2 separate regions of the Sus scrofa genome follow, and region 2 is linked to region 1. The links are chromatin contacts, called in public Hi-C maps. All regions are on one chromosome and are shown on one strand. Each heading gives the region's core, a stretch centred on a gene start, on an enhancer-like site or on the middle of the called end of the contact. The rest is flanking DNA. Distances are from core to core; before and after follow the strand shown.

Region 1 (3,114 bases), core at 445-2,944:
AGGAGACAAAGAGGGCCAGGGTGGGGCGTAGGGCCTCCCCTGGCCTCAAAGCTGAGTCACAGGAATCGCACCCCTGCAGAGGGCGAGGCCCTGGGGCAGGGGACACCGCACCCCGCCTTGGGGATGCTCCTTTACTGCAGCTACGCAGTAAAGGAATGCCTGTCCCCCTAGGTACCACCTAGGCCCTTAGTTACCAGGTTCCGGTGCCCAAGAGCAGGTTTGCGCGGCTGTTGCAAAAATCCATTATGACAGAACAGAGAAGGGGGAAAATGCATTATAAAGGAAGCGTTGCAGGGTGGGCTACACGCATTTTATTTTTCACCCTCACTGCGGTTAGGTGCACGGGTGGACGCCGGGTGGCGCCCCCTCCCCCGGGCCCAGCCCCCCTCCCCCTCAACGCCAGGCAGGGCCCGGACGCCGTTCCGCCGTTCCGGGGACCCGGCGCGAAGGGGTTAAGCGGGCCGGCGGGTGACATCACCTCATTTACATAGGAGCGCGCATATAGCGACAGCCACTGCGCCCCGCCCGGCACTCGGCGGCGGCCACTGCGTAGACCGGATTCCTCTCGCTCGCGCCTCGCTCCGGTGAGCCCCGGGGCCCCTGCCTCCTGCCCTCCGCTCCCCTTCCTGCCCCGCGCCCGCTCTCCCCGCCAGCATCCCCACAGCCGAGCCTGAGTCGTCCTCCCGGGAAAAGGCTGCTTTGGGGAGCTTGGGGATGCCAAACCCTTCCAGATGCTGGGTAGCCGGGTCGGGAACTCGGTGATTTTTTTTCTTTTTTTTAAGTGAAAACTGGCGTTTTGCTATGCAGCTTCGAAGGGAACATTTTTTCCCTTCCCCCAAAGGCGTTCTGCCTTGCCTCTTAGGCGGGTGATTAATAGGAACAGAAAGATCCTTTGTTCCAGCTCACACCCACCCAAGCGCGGGGCTTCGCAATCCCGTTTTGCCTCCAGCCCCGTGGGCTGCATCTGTTGGGGTTTAAGGCGGCTGGAGGCTGTGCTGTGAAATGTTGCAAAGGTCCTTCTCGCAGGGCAATGTGTGCGGTGCAGCCGAATGGCTCTGAAATGCAGATCAGGGTTGATCCAGAGGGTGCGGGGGCAGCTTTGTGCGCGGCTGGCTGCATTGTTGAGCGAGAGAGGGAGGAAGCGGGTAGGGCGGTGGTCGGCGGCGCCCGGCAGCAGCTGCCGCCTTTGTGACTAGAGAAGAAAGCAGGGCAGCCCGCATCTTTGGGAGAGAGGCCGTGGATAGAAAATGGAAACGCTTTGTGCCACCGTGGCTTCATTTTAAGAAGTTTTACTCGATTTTCTTGCCCTTAAACGCCAAACGGCTACGCTCTTCTCTGAAGTTGAAACGCTGCAGTTAACGAGCCACAAGGCTTAATTTCATTGTTCCGAAAGAGACAGCCTCCAAATGTGAGAGTTTATCTCACCTTAGAAGAGCCTCGGCTCGGTCCCCGGCCTTTTGAAATACTCAAAGGAGGTGGGGCGGGGGGGGGAGGCTTCTTTTTTTTTTTTTTTTTCTCTGTAGAAAGAGGAAGATCTTTTTTAGCCCAGAGTGAAAGCGGAAGGAGGCTGAGTTGGGGTTTCAGGCGGGAGAGGCAAGGGCAGAAGCGCATTTCTGGGCCCGGAGAGCCGAGGGTGGGTGGCTCGCCGTCAACCTCCCTCTTGGCTTTGTACCTTTGCAGCGTCCTCTGCAACCATGTCTGACAAACCCGATATGGCTGAGATTGAGAAATTCGATAAGTCGAAATTGAAGAAGACAGAAACGCAAGAGAAAAATCCACTGCCTTCAAAAGAAAGTAAGCAAGCCCCCCCCACCCCCTTTAAGAAAAAGCCAGGGCGGGGCGGGTAGGAGAGCTTGGGAGGGGCTGGGAGAAGAATTGGGGTGGGGGGCGGGGTGTGCGGGGGAGGAGCCCACAGGTTTTTGATGAATATGGCTTGGAAAGGTTAATTTAAAAGCGTTTTGCAGCCAACAAACACAGGGGTTTAATAATTTCCTAATGGAATGTGTAACAGACCATATTTACACATGTTCAGGTTCATGCACATATCGCATGATGGGCTGCCTCAGTTGTCCTTGGAGAATTTTTGTGATAAAGATGTTTTAAAACGAAAGTACGGGACTCCTATCCTAGGCTATACTGAATTCGCCTCGTCAGCCTCCTCCATCTTCTTTTTCTTTTTGTCTTTTTCTTTCCGGTCACAGCGATTGAACAGGAGAAGCAAGCAGGCGAGTCGTAATGAGGCGCGCGCCGCCAGTATGCACTGTACATTCCACAAGCATTGCCTTCTTATTTTACTTCTTTTAGCTGTTTAACTTTGTAAGATGCAAAGAGGTTGGATCAAGTTTAAATGACTGTGCTGCCCCTTTTCACATCAAAGAATGGCGAACTACTGACACGAAGGCCGCGCCTGCCTCTCCCATCTGCCTGGGTGGCTGGCAGGGAAGGAAAAGAACTTGCATGTTGGTGAAGGAGGAAGCTGGGTGGAATTTAGAGTAAAAAGCGAGCTGGTCCAAGGTGTCCTGCGGGCTGTAAAATGCAGTTTAATCAGAGTGCCATTTTTTTTTGTTCAAATGATTTTAATTATTGGAATGCACAATTTTTTTAATATGCAAATAAAAAGTTTAAAACGTGGCTGGTGTGATGGTCTGGTCTCTGAAAGGAGCGGCTTCCTCAGAGGAAACCTTGGCAAAAGGGCCAAAAGAGTGGGTGCGCTGGGAAGCAGGAGGTGACAGACATCTGGTAATTTGGGTAAATTCTCCGGAGACACAAATGGGTTTCATCCAGGTTTGAAATACCTCGCGTCTATGCTAGACACAAATGGGTTTCATCCAGGTTTAAAATACCTCTCGTCTATGCTAGACACAAATGGGTTTCATCCAGGTTTGAAATACCTCGCGTCTATGCTAGGTAACCGGGAGATGGGGTTTTTTTTTTTTTTTTTTTTTTTTGGTTTTTTTGTATTTTTTTTTAGGCTGATGGAATTCTTACTATCCAGAGTTGAATGAAAATTTTGATAAACATAAATTTGCAGTTCTTTTTAAAAAAGGGTTAAGCCAGCACTGAATCTCTTGCACACCTGATCAAGAACCCGAAGGTGGTGGTGATTCACAGGCA
Region 2 (3,114 bases), core at 342-2,841, 150 kb after region 1:
GGGTCAGATCACTCTTTTAAGCCTCCATGCCAAGGGCACACAGATGTCTGCTCTTGGCTTTCTCCCAGGATTATGGTGTCATGGTATGAGATAGAGCATAGCTCTGAAAATGCTTTATAAAGGATGGCATAATGGTAGGTAGTGCTATTATAAAAAGTGGACTTGATGAGCCAGCAGCAAGGCTGAGAGATGGGTTTTGGTCTTGACCGTGTCACTTCCCAAGATGTGGCTTTGCATAAGCAACTAGAGTCAGTTCTGGTGGTGCCTCACTCACACCCCCTTTATTGGGCTGGCCCATCCCCCAGCCACGGAACGCTCTCAGCTGCCCCTTCCTCCAGATACTTGCTGGCCAAAGGGAGTTGCCTTATCCGGGAGGTGATGTACCTCACTGTCTCCCAGCAGCCCAGAGCAGGGGACCCCAAAGGTGGACCCTCTTGCCTCAGGTGGACCTCTGTGGTGTTCTTCATGTTCCAGAGGTCCCCGTTGGACCACACAGAGGCTAAGCTGCGGTGGAACCCTTGCCTTGCTCTCCCTTGCCTCCCTTGTTCCTTTTCTCCTGAGGGCACTACCTCAGTCACTCCAGGCATCTAAATCCTGGGTCACAAGTTCTGCTTCTAGAAAATCCACTGAAGGCATTTCCTTGATCTTTCTTCCACTTACTGCTGTAGGTTTGTTCCAGAGCCCTTTCTCAGCCCCAAGAGTTAGTCGCAACTTCCATTCACCAGGGTGCTCTGAGTTTTCTGTACATATGTCATCAGTCTCCCGGTTAAACATTCATTTTGACCCAAAATGGTGCTCTCTCCAAAGACCTTGGTGCCTCTCATGGTACCGGCTTCCTGCTGGCAGCCTACTTTTCATGCCTAGCGGTCCCAAGAAATGACTTGAAAATGAACTCTCTCCAAAGTGAAAAAAGGAGAGATGTGAGAATATGATCATGAAAAATCTCTGTACTTAAAAATAAAAAGTAATAACATAGAGGTTGCTTGCAAAAAACAAAGAAAAGAAAATGAACTCTCTCAAGATGAAACACAAGCATTCCTGAGCATATGCGAGCTTAAAAGTTAGTTGTGCTGATTCAAAGTCATAGCCTTCTTGAGTTTTGTTTTTTTGTTTTTTTTTTCCTACCACTTTATGGGAATAAACACCCAATTCTGTTAGTTTTGTTTATGAAATACTCTCTTCCTGCTCCCCGCCCACGAAGCTGTCTTTCTACAGCTTGGATGATTTTTCTGCAGCTTGGATGAAATCCCAGAGGACCCTGTCCCTGAGCATAATAGCACTGCTGCTGGAACCTTCCAGGCTCCTGTCTCAGGAGAGAGTATTTCCCATAGCAACCTTCACATGGGACCTATTGACAAGGGAAGGCAGAAAAATGGTTTAGTCTGTGGCGTTTAACCGAAGTCTTCCCATAATCCCCTCCTGGGGGCCTAGGACAACCACAACAATCCATATCCAACATGTTCGCACAGCACATCATTCTTCGGAGGGTTTAATTCCTAGCAAACCTCATTTACCAGCGAGTGTTCCTTCGTGCATTCCAAGATGGGCAGTGTCAGGCTCTGGTGCTAGCAGCCTCGTTCCCTGGTTGTCAGGCACATGGATTTCCAAACTCTCTGAGCATCTTTTGAGTTTCACTGGCTTGCACAAACATCACCCTCCTGCTGACACTCAAAAACATTGCTGCAATCCTCTGTCCTTAGGCCAAGTAAACACAGACTGGAAGAAAATGGCAAAGAAAGAATTCTGAGTTTTCCATTTCTCCTGAGCCCTAGAGTCATGACTTGCTTTGTCCCTTTCTTCCTCCCAACCCCAGTTGTGCAAGTATTTCCTTAGCTTGTTGGGGATGATCGGCAGGTCACATGGAGTAGACCAAAGGGACAGATAACCCTGTCTTTGCTTTTGTGTTGCTCACGGTCAAGTTGGAGAGAGGAAACAGGGCTGAGTCGGATATTGTTCGGTACATTTCTCAGCTACAGCAACACAGAATGGGAGAGCTTACCTGGTAGATCTGGGGTCACCCAGCTACCCCAAGAGTTAGTCAAGACTCAAACCCAGATCTGATTTCATGCTCAGCCCTCCTTCCCCTGCTCCCAGCTGCCTCCGTTTATGAGGCACAGAATGGCTCTAATCTATGGCTGCAGAATAACATGGATTAAGAAGAGAAGTTCCCGTCGTGGCGCAGTGGTTAACGAATCTGTCTAGGAACCATGAGGTGGCGGGTTCGGTCCCTGCCCTTGCTCAGTGGGTTAAGGATCTGGTGTTGCCGTGAGCTGTGGTGTAGGTTGCAGACATGGCTCGGATCCCGTGTTGCTGTGGCTCTGGCATAGGCCGGTGGCTACAGCTCCGATTAGACCCCTAGCCTGGGAACCTCCATCTGCCACGGGAGTGGCCCAAGAAATGGCAAAAAGACCGAAAAAAAAAGAGAGAGTCAGGCAGGGTTTGAAACACGGCAGACGACGTGGACCAGCAACAAACTCCCAACATTGCAGAAGAGCCCCTGAATCTCATCAGGCTCAGCCTGGATGAGCAAATCTATGTGAAAATGAGAAACGACAGAGAGCTTCGAGGTAGGTGACATGCTTATGATCAGAACTTAAATATAATATTGGGAGATGTGGAAGAAACTGTGACAGCTGTGGAAATTGATGAAGAAATGTATGAAGAACAATATAAATCAACAAAATGGAATATTCCACTGCTCTCTGTCTGGGGAGATAGTGTCGTGCTAGTTACCCTGCCCTCGAGAGTTGCCTGGAACAAAGAATTTATCCTGTGTGGAAACGGGAGATGGCATGTGATTGCCTCCTTAAATGTAGAAGATACCCAAAAGAGAAATCTGCATACATTTTGATATTAAGAAATCACCAAGAATTCTTCCACTCCTGAAATACGTCGATTTGCAAATAACTCAGAAAGTCTTAAGCTAAATGGCATTTGTTTGTTTGTTTGTTTTCTTCAACTAATGGGATCACCAAGATGCAGCACTCCTTTTCAGGAGTTGATTTGCTCCATTGTTTTTTCAGACAATTTCTGTTGTTGTTGTTTTTCTTTAAATTAAATTTGATGTTTCCTTTTTTGACTTAAAAAAAAAAAAGAAGAAGAAGAAAGAGTCCC

The links. Hi-C and Micro-C count contacts between places; a contact is called where the count stands out from the background.
Region 2: a Hi-C map of retroperitoneal adipose tissue shows a contact between it and region 1, with 2.7 times the contacts expected there. The contact joins the enhancer-like site here to the promoter of TMSB4X in region 1. A contact is called at or near these places in 1 of 5 promoter capture datasets (liver), 8 of 47 Hi-C or Micro-C datasets (embryonic fibroblasts, heart right ventricle, mesenteric adipose tissue and 5 more) and 2 of 2 datasets of contacts at active chromatin or transcription factors (alveolar macrophages and skeletal muscle).

Annotation. Positions count from the first base shown.
Region 1 is chrX:9,649,032-9,652,145 of Sscrofa11.1, forward strand. It overlaps TMSB4X (thymosin beta 4, X-linked), which reads left to right and starts at 1,695. Exons shown (of 2, transcript NM_001044555.1): 1 at 1,695-1,794; 2 at 2,202-2,236. The coding sequence starts at 1,695. The coding sequence ends at 2,236. LOC100511794 (a long non-coding RNA gene) reads right to left here and starts at 372. Exons shown (of 3, transcript XR_002340577.1): 1 at 1-372.
Region 2 is chrX:9,798,705-9,801,818 of Sscrofa11.1, forward strand. All of the region lies in intron 2 of LOC110257721 (a long non-coding RNA gene), which reads left to right. Among named protein-coding and RNA genes, the nearest start is that of TMSB4X, 150 kb to the left of the region's middle. Within about 2 kb of position 1,592, at least 10 of the 83 cell types and tissues checked have an H3K27ac peak or open chromatin away from gene starts, as enhancers often do. A contact at or near this core is called in omental adipose tissue, retroperitoneal adipose tissue and skeletal muscle, where this site is marked.